4 separate regions of the Gossypium hirsutum genome follow, and regions 1, 2 and 4 are each linked to region 3. A link is a contact called in public Hi-C data. All regions are on one chromosome and are shown on one strand. Each heading gives the region's core, a stretch centred on a gene start, on an enhancer-like site or on the middle of the called end of the contact. The rest is flanking DNA. Distances are from core to core; before and after follow the strand shown. Region 1 holds the start of LOC121219439. Region 2 holds the start of LOC107887194. Region 3 holds the start of LOC107887231 (probable calcium-binding protein CML27). Region 4 overlaps LOC107887865 (serine/threonine-protein kinase 11-interacting protein).

The links. A called contact is a pair of places that touch in the nucleus more often than the background predicts.
Region 1: a Hi-C map of leaf shows a contact between it and region 3, with 2.2 times the contacts expected there. The contact joins the promoter of LOC121219439 here to the promoter of LOC107887231 in region 3. A contact is called at or near these places in 3 of 34 Hi-C or Micro-C datasets (all in leaf).
Region 2: a Hi-C map of leaf shows a contact between it and region 3, with 4 times the contacts expected there. The contact joins the promoter of LOC107887194 here to the promoter of LOC107887231 in region 3. A contact is called at or near these places in 3 of 34 Hi-C or Micro-C datasets (all in leaf).
Region 4: a contact with region 3 is called in a Hi-C map of leaf, with 2.3 times the contacts expected there. The contact joins the enhancer-like site here to the promoter of LOC107887231 in region 3. A contact is called at or near these places in 2 of 34 Hi-C or Micro-C datasets (both in leaf).

What each region holds. Positions count from the first base shown.
Region 1 is chrA03:48,326,456-48,329,487 of Gossypium_hirsutum_v2.1, forward strand. It overlaps LOC121219439, which reads left to right and starts at 1,776. Exons shown (of 2, transcript XR_005916205.1): 1 at 1,776-2,526.
Region 2 is chrA03:48,957,228-48,960,082 of Gossypium_hirsutum_v2.1, forward strand. It overlaps LOC107887194, which reads right to left and starts at 1,256. Exons shown (of 10, transcript XM_016811360.2): 1 at 957-1,256; 2 at 813-882; 3 at 592-659; 4 at 368-429; 5 at 179-260; 6 at 1-82. The coding sequence starts at 1,007.
Region 3 is chrA03:48,611,806-48,614,936 of Gossypium_hirsutum_v2.1, forward strand. It overlaps LOC107887231 (probable calcium-binding protein CML27), which reads left to right and starts at 1,771. Exons shown (of 1, transcript XM_016811410.2): 1 at 1,771-3,043. The coding sequence starts at 2,378. The coding sequence ends at 2,869.
Region 4 is chrA03:48,243,205-48,246,288 of Gossypium_hirsutum_v2.1, forward strand. It overlaps LOC107887865 (serine/threonine-protein kinase 11-interacting protein), which reads right to left. Exons shown (of 8, transcript XM_016812086.2): 8 at 2,917-3,084. Among protein-coding and RNA genes, the nearest start is that of LOC107887865, 5.8 kb to the right of the region's middle. Within about 2 kb of position 1,612, at least 7 of the 9 cell types and tissues checked have an H3K27ac peak or open chromatin away from gene starts, as enhancers often do. A contact at or near this core is called in leaf, where this site is marked.

The sequences.
Region 1 (3,032 bases), core at 526-3,025, 290 kb before region 3:
AAAATAATAAGAATTCCTCTTAATTTATACAAATAAAAAAGTCATGATAATAAATTTAGCCCTCAATGTTTCTATTTTTTTTATCACTTTGGTCCTTATTCATTTTTTGAGCTAGATTTGGCCCTTAACCTTTTAAAAAAGAGTCAAACAACTTTTTTAATAGAAATGATGACTAAAACATTCATTTTGAACACCGCTGGCTTGACAGCTCGCATGGTAGTCCATGTGCATGTCATGCTAACATAACACCATTTGTCTTATATGTCAAGTCAACAAATAATTAAAAAATTATTAAAATCAAAATAAAAAATATATAAAAATTTTATAAAAAATCAAAAAAAGAAGCAACATGGAGTACATTGTCATGTTTAAAAAATTAACATTTTAATTAATATTAATCATTAAAAAATTATTTCAACTGTTTTTCAAAAATTTGATGGTCAAATTTGATTTTTTTTTAAAAAGGTTAAGGGCCAAATTTTGCTAAAGAAAAAAGGACCAAATTGACAAAAAAATGTAAGTACTAAGGGCTAAGTTTGAGATTATACCAAATAAAAAATATAAAAACATTTGCGTGCTGCATTCATGATTTCAAACTGAAATTGTTAATATTTTTTAAGATCCAATAGATAATATTTTAAGAGGCAATAGATAGGGCTATAAAATGACAAATACCATGTCGCAGACAGTGCAATAAGATAATAGGACAGACACTGGTACAAGAAAAGGTATCACTGCCTATGTTTTGTTTTAAACTCTTTTTATGAATAAAAAGTTGTGAGAGAATATTAAAGTCTCAAATAAAATGTAATATCTGCACTAAGTAACTAGTTTTATATTTATTGAAGGCATCAAATCTCCGAATCTAGCCAGGCAATGACGGCCAACGATCCAGATCTGGACTACTCATTGGCGCATTTCATACCCACCCTTTCCTCAAGATCCCAAAACCCATTTTAATACTTTATTTTGTCACAAAATATCTAACCTTTTCTAATTAGATTGTTATTTTGATATAACAAAATCTTAAACTTAATTGGTTTGGGTTTATATTTTGATAAATCATTTTTAAAATAATCTAAAAAAATATATATGTTGTTAGTGTAATCTGAAGGTCTAAAATGAGTTTTTAGCTTTATGAATCCATTTAAAATGCATGAAAGCAGTTTACCATACAAAAGAATATCAAGAGAAAACATCCTTGCATTAATGTTTCTTCTCTTTGATTTTTGTTGTGCTTTATATAGTTAATACTTCTTGTACTATCTTAGAGTATTCAAAAAGATGATGCTTATCTTTGAAAAAATAAAATAAAATTCTGGTGTTGACAAATGAAGTTAAGACAATTTCTATTTCTATTTCTATTTTATATGATGTAGAAGCAAATCTTTTAGATTTAAATATTTTTAAAAAATTACAATATTATTTTTATTTACTTTCAATTTTTTTATATAAATATTTATGAAAAAGATTTTGAAATTTAATCAAATAATATTTCTAAAGTCATAAAACAAAGCGTACTTTGTTAAAGTTCAAAAACTCAAAATTAATATGGAAAAATAGAAAATCAAACCGAATCATTACAATATGAGAAAGTCAAAAACTTGATCCAACCTAAACTCAATCTTGTATAGTCCAACACAAATATTTTATATACAACATGTCAAAAATCATATATCTAAATCTAAAACCAAAATCATTCAACAATTTAAGGAAAAATTAAAAATATTGTTTTCTCTTAAAATTTTATTTATTTATTTATTGAAACAGAAAACGAATATGCTTTAAAGAGGTAACTCGAAATCCACAAATTAAATGGCTAAACAACAGTTGGCCCAATAGCTGTCGCAATATTACTAGCAACCGAGGTGGTACCTTGGGCTTTCCTAAATCATTAAAGAAAGAAATGAAAAAAACTTAATACCTAAGGAGAAATAAAACCTAATAACAAAAACCTCTAACCCTTTTGGGTTCCTAAACACATTTCCTCTTTTTTACATCTGCAACTATCACCGGAGCCATCTGGTTTCTTCCATCACTGTATTGTTCTTCGAAAACCATACCAGACCTCTCCAAAGCCTGAGTTCTTCGGAGAAAATATGTACCATTTTTCTTTAAAAACACCATCACCAAACTCAGAATGGTAACACAACTCCTTTAACATTCCAAAACCCTTCTATGATCGTTGACAATGATAGGCTCTACTTCCGATGATACCTCTTCCATCCAGTAGATTAGGTCAGATAGATTGTGTCCTCGTCCTACTAAGGCATGTGTTGCTTCATATGTATTTTGAGGGGTATATTCAAAAGATAAGAGAACAAAGCTGGATCTTTTCCTCTTTATTTCATCAATTAAGTTGCCTATAACCGATTTATCTTTTAAATCATACTTGATTTTTTTAATAATGGTTAGGGCATCACCTTCCACAACCAGATCTAGAAAGCCCATTTCTTCCCCGAAAATAATAACTTCAAGACAAGCCTTCGCTTCTGCTGTAATCGGATCCCCAGTTCTTCCTAGTGGGTAAGTACTAGATCCCACAACAAAGCCATCCTGATCTCTTGTAATGATTCATGTTGTCGCTTTCATTTCCTGTTGATAGAATGCTACATCAAAATTAATCTTGCCTTGTTCTGGGGGTCTGCAAAAATCCTCCCTTGGTTTAATATTAGATTCTGTAATGGATTTCATTTGATCCAACTCCAAGGCGTAGGCTTTAATTATAACGCCCCAAAATTGAGGTTAGAATTATTCAGGCTAGTTGGTTGGATTAGTGGTTCAGTAGGACTGTTAAGTTAATTTTCATGCTTTAGGAGCAAAATGAGTTTGTTGGTTTAGTGGCTAACTCTTTGGTAGCTTATCTTTGGTCTTGGGTTTAAGTCACATGTATGTAATGTGAGAATTTTTTCAAAGTATTTTTGTTTTTAATTCTTTAAAAATTAAAATTTGAGGGGTTTTGACAAATTTGATATTGTTTAATTTTTTGTTTTGAAATTTATTTTAATAGTAATAATAAATAAATTTGTTTG
Region 2 (2,855 bases), core at 6-2,505, 340 kb after region 3:
TGTCTTCAGCCCGAACCGATGGATCTCTATCACTAGCATTAACCACGGTTACAGGTAAAGACACGGTCCAGACCCAGACAGCCTGCAATGCATGTAAAGATTGTGGTGCAGTAAAGTTTATTAGATGTCACACTGATAAACAGCAAAGAAATGGGTGTGATCAGACAGATAAGAAGACCTGAAATATCCAGAAAACTGCTAATTTCCCCAAATTACTGCGCATCTCATCAAAACGTCGATCCTCGCCCCATTGCAAAATTCTGAACGCATTTCACATGATATTGGTAATCTTTCAATTAAATCATCAAATATATATAAACAAAAAAGAAAAGGAAAAAATAGTTAATAAAATTTCATACTATTATACCTCATCAATAGAAAAATTGCCAAGCGTAGCCCCCATATTACTACAAGCGAAGTCAATACTACCTGGAAAGCAGAGTTGCAAAATCAGTACATACAAACAGGAGGTGCAAGAACAGTATAAATGAGCTTTAAGGACCATCTAAAATGAGTCAACACCTAACAGATGAAGAACAGTTTAAACCAGTGAAGTTTGAAGCAAACTTTTACGCAGTCAATCCAAATTACCTGACGAAAATGCCATGATCCTTTAATTATCAGAGTCAACACAGCAATTATAACAAAATTCGTGCTTCCTGAGCAAAAGAAAACAAAGACGATATCATTTAGAAACCAATGAATTCACATTTGAAGAATTGTATGAATTGTTATATGGGTCTTTACCTTTCCTATGCTCTAATAAAAGTTTAAAAGGACAATTAAAGAAGCTAAATTTATGGATGAGGTACCTGCAAAGTCAGTGACTTTATCGAACTTGAGAAGAGCAGTGATTATAAAGAAAAATATTTGATATCCCAACTGCACAAGCAAAACCCCAAATAAATCAAACATCAATTATTTTGGAGGGAGAGAGGGAGAAAATAAAAACATACAGTTACAATGGCAGTTAGAGCTAAGAAATGGGAATCTAAAACAGTTGCCATTTTGTTTGATCGGAAATCCTGTTTGCTTATTCTGCTTCCAATTTGTTTTGCTTCTGATTAAAGCATAGGCTTAAGAAAGGGGTGTGGTAACGGGCGATGGAGGAAGATCAAACAAAAATAATTAAAATAATAAATTTAAGAATAACAAATAAATATTCAACCATAAAGAAATAAACCATTATTTGATCCCATTGAGAAATGCATCTTAAATTAAATGAATTCCCACAACCCGTTAAACAAAAGTAATATTGCACAAAAAAAAAATAATGAAGAGAAATTTATATAGGCTAATTAATTACATTCAAATAAGAACTAAATTTAAACTAAATTTAATAAAATCTAATTAATATATAATAAAAATTAAATTTTAAATCGATCTCAATATAATTTAAATTCGAATTAAAATTTAAAACTTATCATTTTCCTTAATAAGTTTTCTAAAAATTTTGATTCGCATAATTTCACTAAAATTGTTACAACTTAAGACCTCAACTCGAAATTAAGTGATTTAAAATATATTTTAAAATTAAAAAATAAACCTTTAAATGCTATGAAAATATATTAATTCAGAAATAATTAGATCTCAACCAAGTCGAATGATTTTTAAATTTAAAAATTAATAGCCTTCATAAATAAAATTTAATATTTTCACTCCATGTATCAAAATTGATTTGCTTTTGTAGAAGGTTTATAGCCGTACTGTACGGGTGGCTATGAATGAAGTTAGTCGTGGACGGTTTATTGCCGTACGGTGCGAGTGGCTATTATTTGAACAGCAATTCTAAGTGCTTATGGATATGAAATGTACGTATACCGTTCAAAACTTGGGTTGCGTGCTTGCTTCAATTTCTTACACCCTCCTTTTTAACTCCAAACCTGTTTCCAAAGCTAAAAATTTATAATTACTCCTAAATTCCATTTCCAACCCCAAATATTATATGTCCAAACTCTCATGTTACTTTCCAGGAGGTTGAAACCCAGGCGAAGCCAGAAAAGAATTTTTGGGGGAGTCGAAGGAAATTTTAATTTTTTATAGTTTATATATTTATAATTTTTAAAGTATTAAATTAAATTTTTATAATTTTAGGGGGGTCAAAGTATAATTTTACCTTTACTAATTTAAAATTTTAAAAAAATTTAAAGGGCCTAAATGAAAATTTTCCATTTTAGGGGGGCCGAGGCCCATGCCCGCCCCCTGGTTTCGCCCCTGTTGAAACCTTTCTGAAATTAAATTATAATTTTTATAATAGTAAAAATATAATTTTATTATTTTAATAGTTTATATTTTTATAATTTTAAATAATTAATTAAATTTTTATTATTTATAAAGGATGAACATGTAATTTTATAATTTAAAATTTTAAAATTTTTACAATACTTAAATAAAATTTTTCTATTTTTAGAGTTGAGATCCTGCCAGCACCTTAACTACACCTCAGCCCACATGCTATTGTTAACTTTCCATTTGCTAAAAGTCATTTTTTTTCTTAGAATAAATTACATTATTAGTTAGTAAATTATAATTATGTTTTAGTCGCTTAACAAAATAAAAAAATAAAATTTGAATATTTAATTATTTAAAAAATTTTATTTAAATTATATTTGGAAAAAAATTGATGTAGATAATACAAATAGAAAAAATCATATAACATTAGTTTTAACAATTCGATTACTTAAATAAAATTTTTTAAATAGATTAATAACTAAAACAAAAAATTATTTATAATTTAATGACTAATGATATAATTTACTCTTTTTATTAACTTTTAAGTTACATTTAACTAATTATATGATAATTTCAATTAGAATGAATTATTAAATACAGATTGAGGATGCCTCCACCATGCC
Region 3 (3,131 bases), core at 521-3,020:
TGGTTCTAGTAGCGAGAAACGAAAACGATTCTCATGTTTAAACAATAGTATATTTTGCTTCTAAATTGTTGGAAATATACTATTGCAAAACAAAACCGTTAGCGCTGACAGAAAACTAAAGTGAGCGTAAATAAATAAAGCAATCACTGTATCGTAGAAGAACCACTACCTTGGAAACAAATTCGCCTTGACCGGTATAATCATGTAGTGGGTGCCACCCTCAAGGTTAACACGGTACTTCAATATTTGTACACCTAAATAAAGAAGATGGAACATAATTGGTATTACTTTTCTTGAAAGGAATGAAAATAAAAAAAACAAAAGCAATTGGTCGAAAATTTGGTTAGAAAATAAACTGAAAGGAAACAAGCGAAACCACACTAGGTTCAATTCGTATGAAAGATTGGAGGAGCCACAGACAATCTTACTTAAAACCGAATCTCCTGGATAGAATTTCTCTCTCATGTAATTTCTCAAAACACCAGAATTTAGAGAACATAAGGATGAAAGAAGTTATTTTTCTCTTGTTGTGTTCTATAAAAAATAAGGAGAATGACCTCCTATTTATATTGTTTTCTAAAAGGAAAAACAGTAAATTTGAAAAGTCAATTTCCTAAAAAATCTAAATAGCCAGATTTTGTCAAATCGTAACCATTTAAAAGCTAGATTCTAATTTTGTCAAATCGTAATCGTTAAGACTTGTTTTTTTCAATTTCTTTACATTACCAATAGTATTTTTGTCCAAAGTCGATATTAAAGTTTTTCTTTAAATTTTTTTTATTTAAGCAACATATTAATTATTGTTGCTTTTTTTTCAATAAAATTTGAGCCAACATGGTCAGGCTATGTGTACAAAGTAATTCATCTTATTATTTGCATCAGATTTGAACTTGTCATGACAATTTCATTAATGGAAAAAAAACGACATTGTTATAGATAGGACCAAAATTGTTAAATCCATAGACAAATTAAATATTAACAAAAGAAAATAGACAAGTTAATTATTAATATGTAGTTTGAAGATGATTTTTTTCGGCTAAATTAGAATAAAAAAAGGAAGGATAAATTACACCAATAGTTACTCAACTTTGATTTCAATAACAAAACAAGCACTCAACTTTCAACTCAGTCACTCAGCTTTTAAAAAATAACAAATCAGTCACTAACATTATCGAAAAGTAACAAATCAGTCACCCATTAACATTTTTTGTTATAGGCCTAACGAAATAGGTGGTGTAGTTAGTTAACTAGCTGACGTTGTCAGTTAACTTGCCGCGTTATACATAAGTTGGACATGAACCAAAAAAATAATTTCTTTTTCTTTTATGCTCAATAATCCTTTCTATTTCCTCCCACTTTCTTTCACTTTCCAAGCAACCAATCAAACTAAAAAAGAAAAGCATAAGAAAAACAATTAAAACAGAAAAATCAAATTATTTTATACTGAAAACAAACAAAACTAACCATCAACAGTGGTGTTCTGAGCCTTACAAACTACACGTCCGACTCAACTCGGATCCTGATTGTCAATCTGGATGACTGAGTCAGCGATGTCAACCTGGGTTTAATTTTGAGACCACAAAATTTCGAAAATCTTATGGATATTCTCCAATCAAAAAGAAAAATAAGGGGCAGAGACAAGAACATTAGTCGGAATTGTGGAGGAAACCATGGGAAGAAGAAAAAAATTCAAAAGAAAAAGGTAAAAATTTCAAAAAGAGTGAAGGATTGGATAATAAATGAGTGATTTTTGGATGATGTAAAAGGAGAACACATGAAAACTTGGACGGTGACGATTGGGTTCTTAGAGTGAGGGATTGGACGATATAACCATTTCTTCTCTTCTTCTTCTTCTTCTTCTTTTTCTTCTATTGCCTAGCTAGGGTTCTTAAATGAGGCTGTTTAAATGACAACAAAACCTCCAACGTGCCCGATTAAATGATAGCAAGGACTCGAACATGGCCAATTAAATAACAAGTCACTTTTTCGTCATGTTTGTAATGGAAAATAATTTCTATGACTGATTTATCATATTTAAAAATTGAGTAACTATTTTGTTATTAAAATCAAAATTGAGTGAGTATTTAATGTACTTTACCCTAAAATGAATAGGGTTAAAAGAAATTTAGTTGAATAAATGGGGGGGGGGTTTACAGAAACAAATTTCAAATTTCAAATAATAATGGGTATCATCACAAATTTACTTATTTTGCAGTTGTAATAAGGGTGAAGTGGTATGAGGAAGGGATAAAGTAGGATTATTAGAGTAGCATTTAACTGTTGTTCTGTTTTGCCTCCAGGCTTATAAAGCCCACCTCGACTTCCAAATCGGCTCCCACAATTACTCCATTTTCCTTTCTTTGAGGTTAAAGCAACCATGTCGGCAACTCCAACCCAGAAATCCTCCAACGTCAACCAGGAGGAACTCCAAAAAGTCTTCAACCAGTTCGACGCCAACAGGGACGGCAAGATCTCGGTGACGGAGCTCCGCGATGTGTTGAAATCAATGGGCTCCAGCATCACTGAGGAAGAACTCAAACGTGTCTTGGAAGACATCGACACCGACAAAGACGGCTTCATCAACCTCTCCGAGTTCTCCTCTCTCTTCCGGTCTTCATCCGATGAAGTCACCGCCGCCTTGGAGCTGCGCGACGCCTTCGATTTGTACGACCAGGACAAGAACGGCCTGATTTCGACGAGCGAGTTGCACCTGGTTCTGAATCAGCTAGGGATGAAGTGTTCGGTTGATGATTGTGTTAGGATGATCAAGTCCGTAGATTCAGACGGTGATGGCAATGTCAATTTCGAGGAGTTCCAGAAGATGATGAGTGCTTCCTTGGCGACTAATGGCAAAGGATCTAAGGCGTAGGATTCATAAATTTTTAATTGATTGAAAGAAAGGTAAGGCTTAGGCTTAGACCCTTAGGGCTGTGTTGTTTGTGTTTTGTTTCTTCATAAATAATTTCTTCAAACATATGAAATTGCCGTCTTCTTGAATTATTCTAAACTTCATGGAATCAAATAAAAAAATTGATTACGCTTACAATTACCCAGGGTGGGTTTCTTTTTATTTTCATTTTGCCTGCAATTTTGCTGTTTTTACATTTAGCCCCTACCAACCACCAACCCTT
Region 4 (3,084 bases), core at 362-2,861, 370 kb before region 3:
TGCAAAAAGAGTTTAAATAAAAGTGTTGTTTTTTCTTTTCGCTTGTAGTGTAATGGCAAGTAAAAGGTTTTTTTACTCATAAACTCATAAAGTACAAAATAAATAAAAAATTTCTAATATAATATCCCACTACCATTAGTTATGGAAATGACATATTCAATATAGTGGAAGGTGACAGAAATGCGATACAACTCTTCTTCTTTTTGACATAAATCAACACCTGTTAAGAAAACAAATTAATTTTTTAACAATATTTTAACCTATATTTAAACTTATATATCAAATCAGTGTCGTCTATCTCCCGGCTTCTACCATTAAAAATTTATTTATTTTTTAAAAATTTATTGACTTGTGTCAAAAAAAAAAGGATGGTGTTGCCCTTTAGAGGTGTGCATGGGCCGGGCGGCCCGGCCCGACCCAAAAGCTCGCTCAAAAAATGGGAGGGTTTGAGTAAAAATATAGGCTCGAAAAATGGGCTTGGACAAAAAACGAGGCCCGTTTAGAAAATGGGCCGAGCCTCGAGTAAAAATTTTTTAGCCCGAGCCCAACCCGGCCCGGCCCGGCCCAATTTTAATATTAAATTATTTTTAAAAAAATTATTTTTAATTTTAAGTAACTTTAGTATTTTACTTTACTCTTTTTGTTGTTTTTAATGTTATTTTAATATTGTAAAACTTTTGTTATTAATATAATTTAGTTCTTAATTTAATTTTAATTTATTTCAATTTTTCAATTTTAATATAATTACTTTTTATTTTATTTTTAATTTATGTATTATTTTAAGAATTATTTTAGTCTTATTTTTTATTTGTTTTTTGTTTTAATATTTATTTTTATGTTTTAAATGTATTTGATTTATTATATTTTAAAGTTTTTTATTTAATAAAAAAAAGCAAATTTTTTTTAATATGGTCAGGCCGGGCCGGGTCGGGCTCGGTCCTATCATTTTTTTTTCGGGCCGGGCTTGGATAAATTTTTAAGCTCATATTTCGGGCCGGACTAGGCCCGTGCCTTGAAAATGGGCCGAAATTTTTTATGGGCCCGGCCCAAACCCAGCCGGCCCATGCACACCTCTATTGTCCTTCCACCACCCTGAATATATCATTTTGATAGGCATGGTATTGTCCTTCCACCACCCTAAATATACTATTTTGATAAATAATGGTGGTGGAATACCATTTTAAGAATTTTTTATTCTGATAAAAAAGCCCAAGAAAAAAACGAACGGAAAGAAATGCATTTTAGGAAGTTTAAGCAGCGAACCGGAGCATTTCTTTTGGAAATGTTCCTTGTCCTTATCACCTTTGTTCTCAAGTCATGGTTGGTTTTTTTTTTTTTTCTTTAGTCGGGATGAAGTTAGAAAATTTTGTTAGGAGACCGGTTAAAATTTTAATTTTTTATAATTTATATTTTTATAATTTATAGAGAATTAAATTAAATTTTTATAATTTTAGAGGGTCAAAGTGTAATTTTACTTTTACTAATTTAAAATTTTTAAAAAATTTTAAAAGCCTAAAAAGTAATTTTCTATTTTAGGGAAGGCCGGGACCTATGCCAGCCCGGGCCCGCCTGGTCTATGCCCCTGATATCATCTTCGTTTCAAATTTCTCTTCTATAATGAAGATTGACCACTATTTGCTAATATAATTGTATCATTGTCAGATTCTACATGTTGACAATCATTTGATCAGATAAGGGAACATCTTTACGCGCAAGTCTTCTTATGATTCAGACCCCTCACCCTTCATCTGTAGCATCCAAGCTAGGAAGGATCTAGGGAGCTAGCAGGCGCAGCTCCTTCAAAATCATTTAAATCATTTATAGTTTATAATATTTTATTTTAAATTAGAATCATAAAACTACATATTGTTTTTAAAAAATATAAAAAAATTAATTTAATATTTTAAAAATAATAAAATTATATTTTTATATCATAAAAATATATAATTTAATTCTAATCCCAACAAACTATTTTGATTTTGTCTTTGCCCCTTTATTTACCGCTACATCCAAGAAAGATTAAATATCAATAACTAATGAAAAAACATAACAAGACACTAAACATAACTCCTATAAAAAAAGTACAGCGATGAAAATAATATAATATTTAATTAAAAATTAAAATATCCCCCCCCCCCTCCTCCTTTTGAGTTGGATCCAATGTCATAGTGACGAGGATCAACAATTCAACTTTTGAAATAGACAAAATTCTTTCATTCCGAAGAGTCCTATCCAAATTAGAATTCCATTCACCTTACACTCTATCCAAGGATTATATCGTGATTATTCATCATGTGCGGTGATATACCCATACATGCAAATGATCACTTACCCTAGATGATCCCTACACATCACTACGGATTACTGAGAAAGGTTAAGATGCGTAACTAGGGTATATGTTCGGAGAGTAGACTTTTATTCTTAAACGAAATGCCATCCCATAACAAAATTATAGCCTGAAAATTCATATTAGGACTGACCCATATCGCAGTTGGGCTTGGATGCCTTTATTCTTAGGCAGTAAGGATTTCTAAAAGATAGAAATCCGAGCATTAGCATTGTTACGTCCTCCCCAAGTTCCAAGTCTAGAAATTCACACGAATATTGAAAGAATTTAGCGACATAGTTCTATTCTTTTTTAAGTTTGCTTATCGACAGAAGATTATTTGGACCAAATGAGGTCCTCTGATGTTTTAACAGACCCTGTCCAAAACTATCTTTGAGACACATCCATCTGCTCTCCTTACTGTCAAATTCTTATCACATGGTTTTAAAGATTCCAATAAACTCTCAGCACCTGTTTAATAGTCGGTTTCTCCTGGATCCACAATCCAATCGCTTAATTTTCCATTGAAAGCACATAAAGGTGTTTATATAACATTTATCACGGTTAAGTGAACGATTATTCAAATCACCTTCTTTAACAACATTTATCATTTAGTGCACATGAACCATAACCAACAATAGGAATTAGATACAGGGTTTTGAGGAATGTTTAGTATCTTAACTTCTAATGAAGTATCACAAATCACTAACCTCACAACCTTAAAGACTCAGACCAACCAAATCCTCACTTATGGAAAC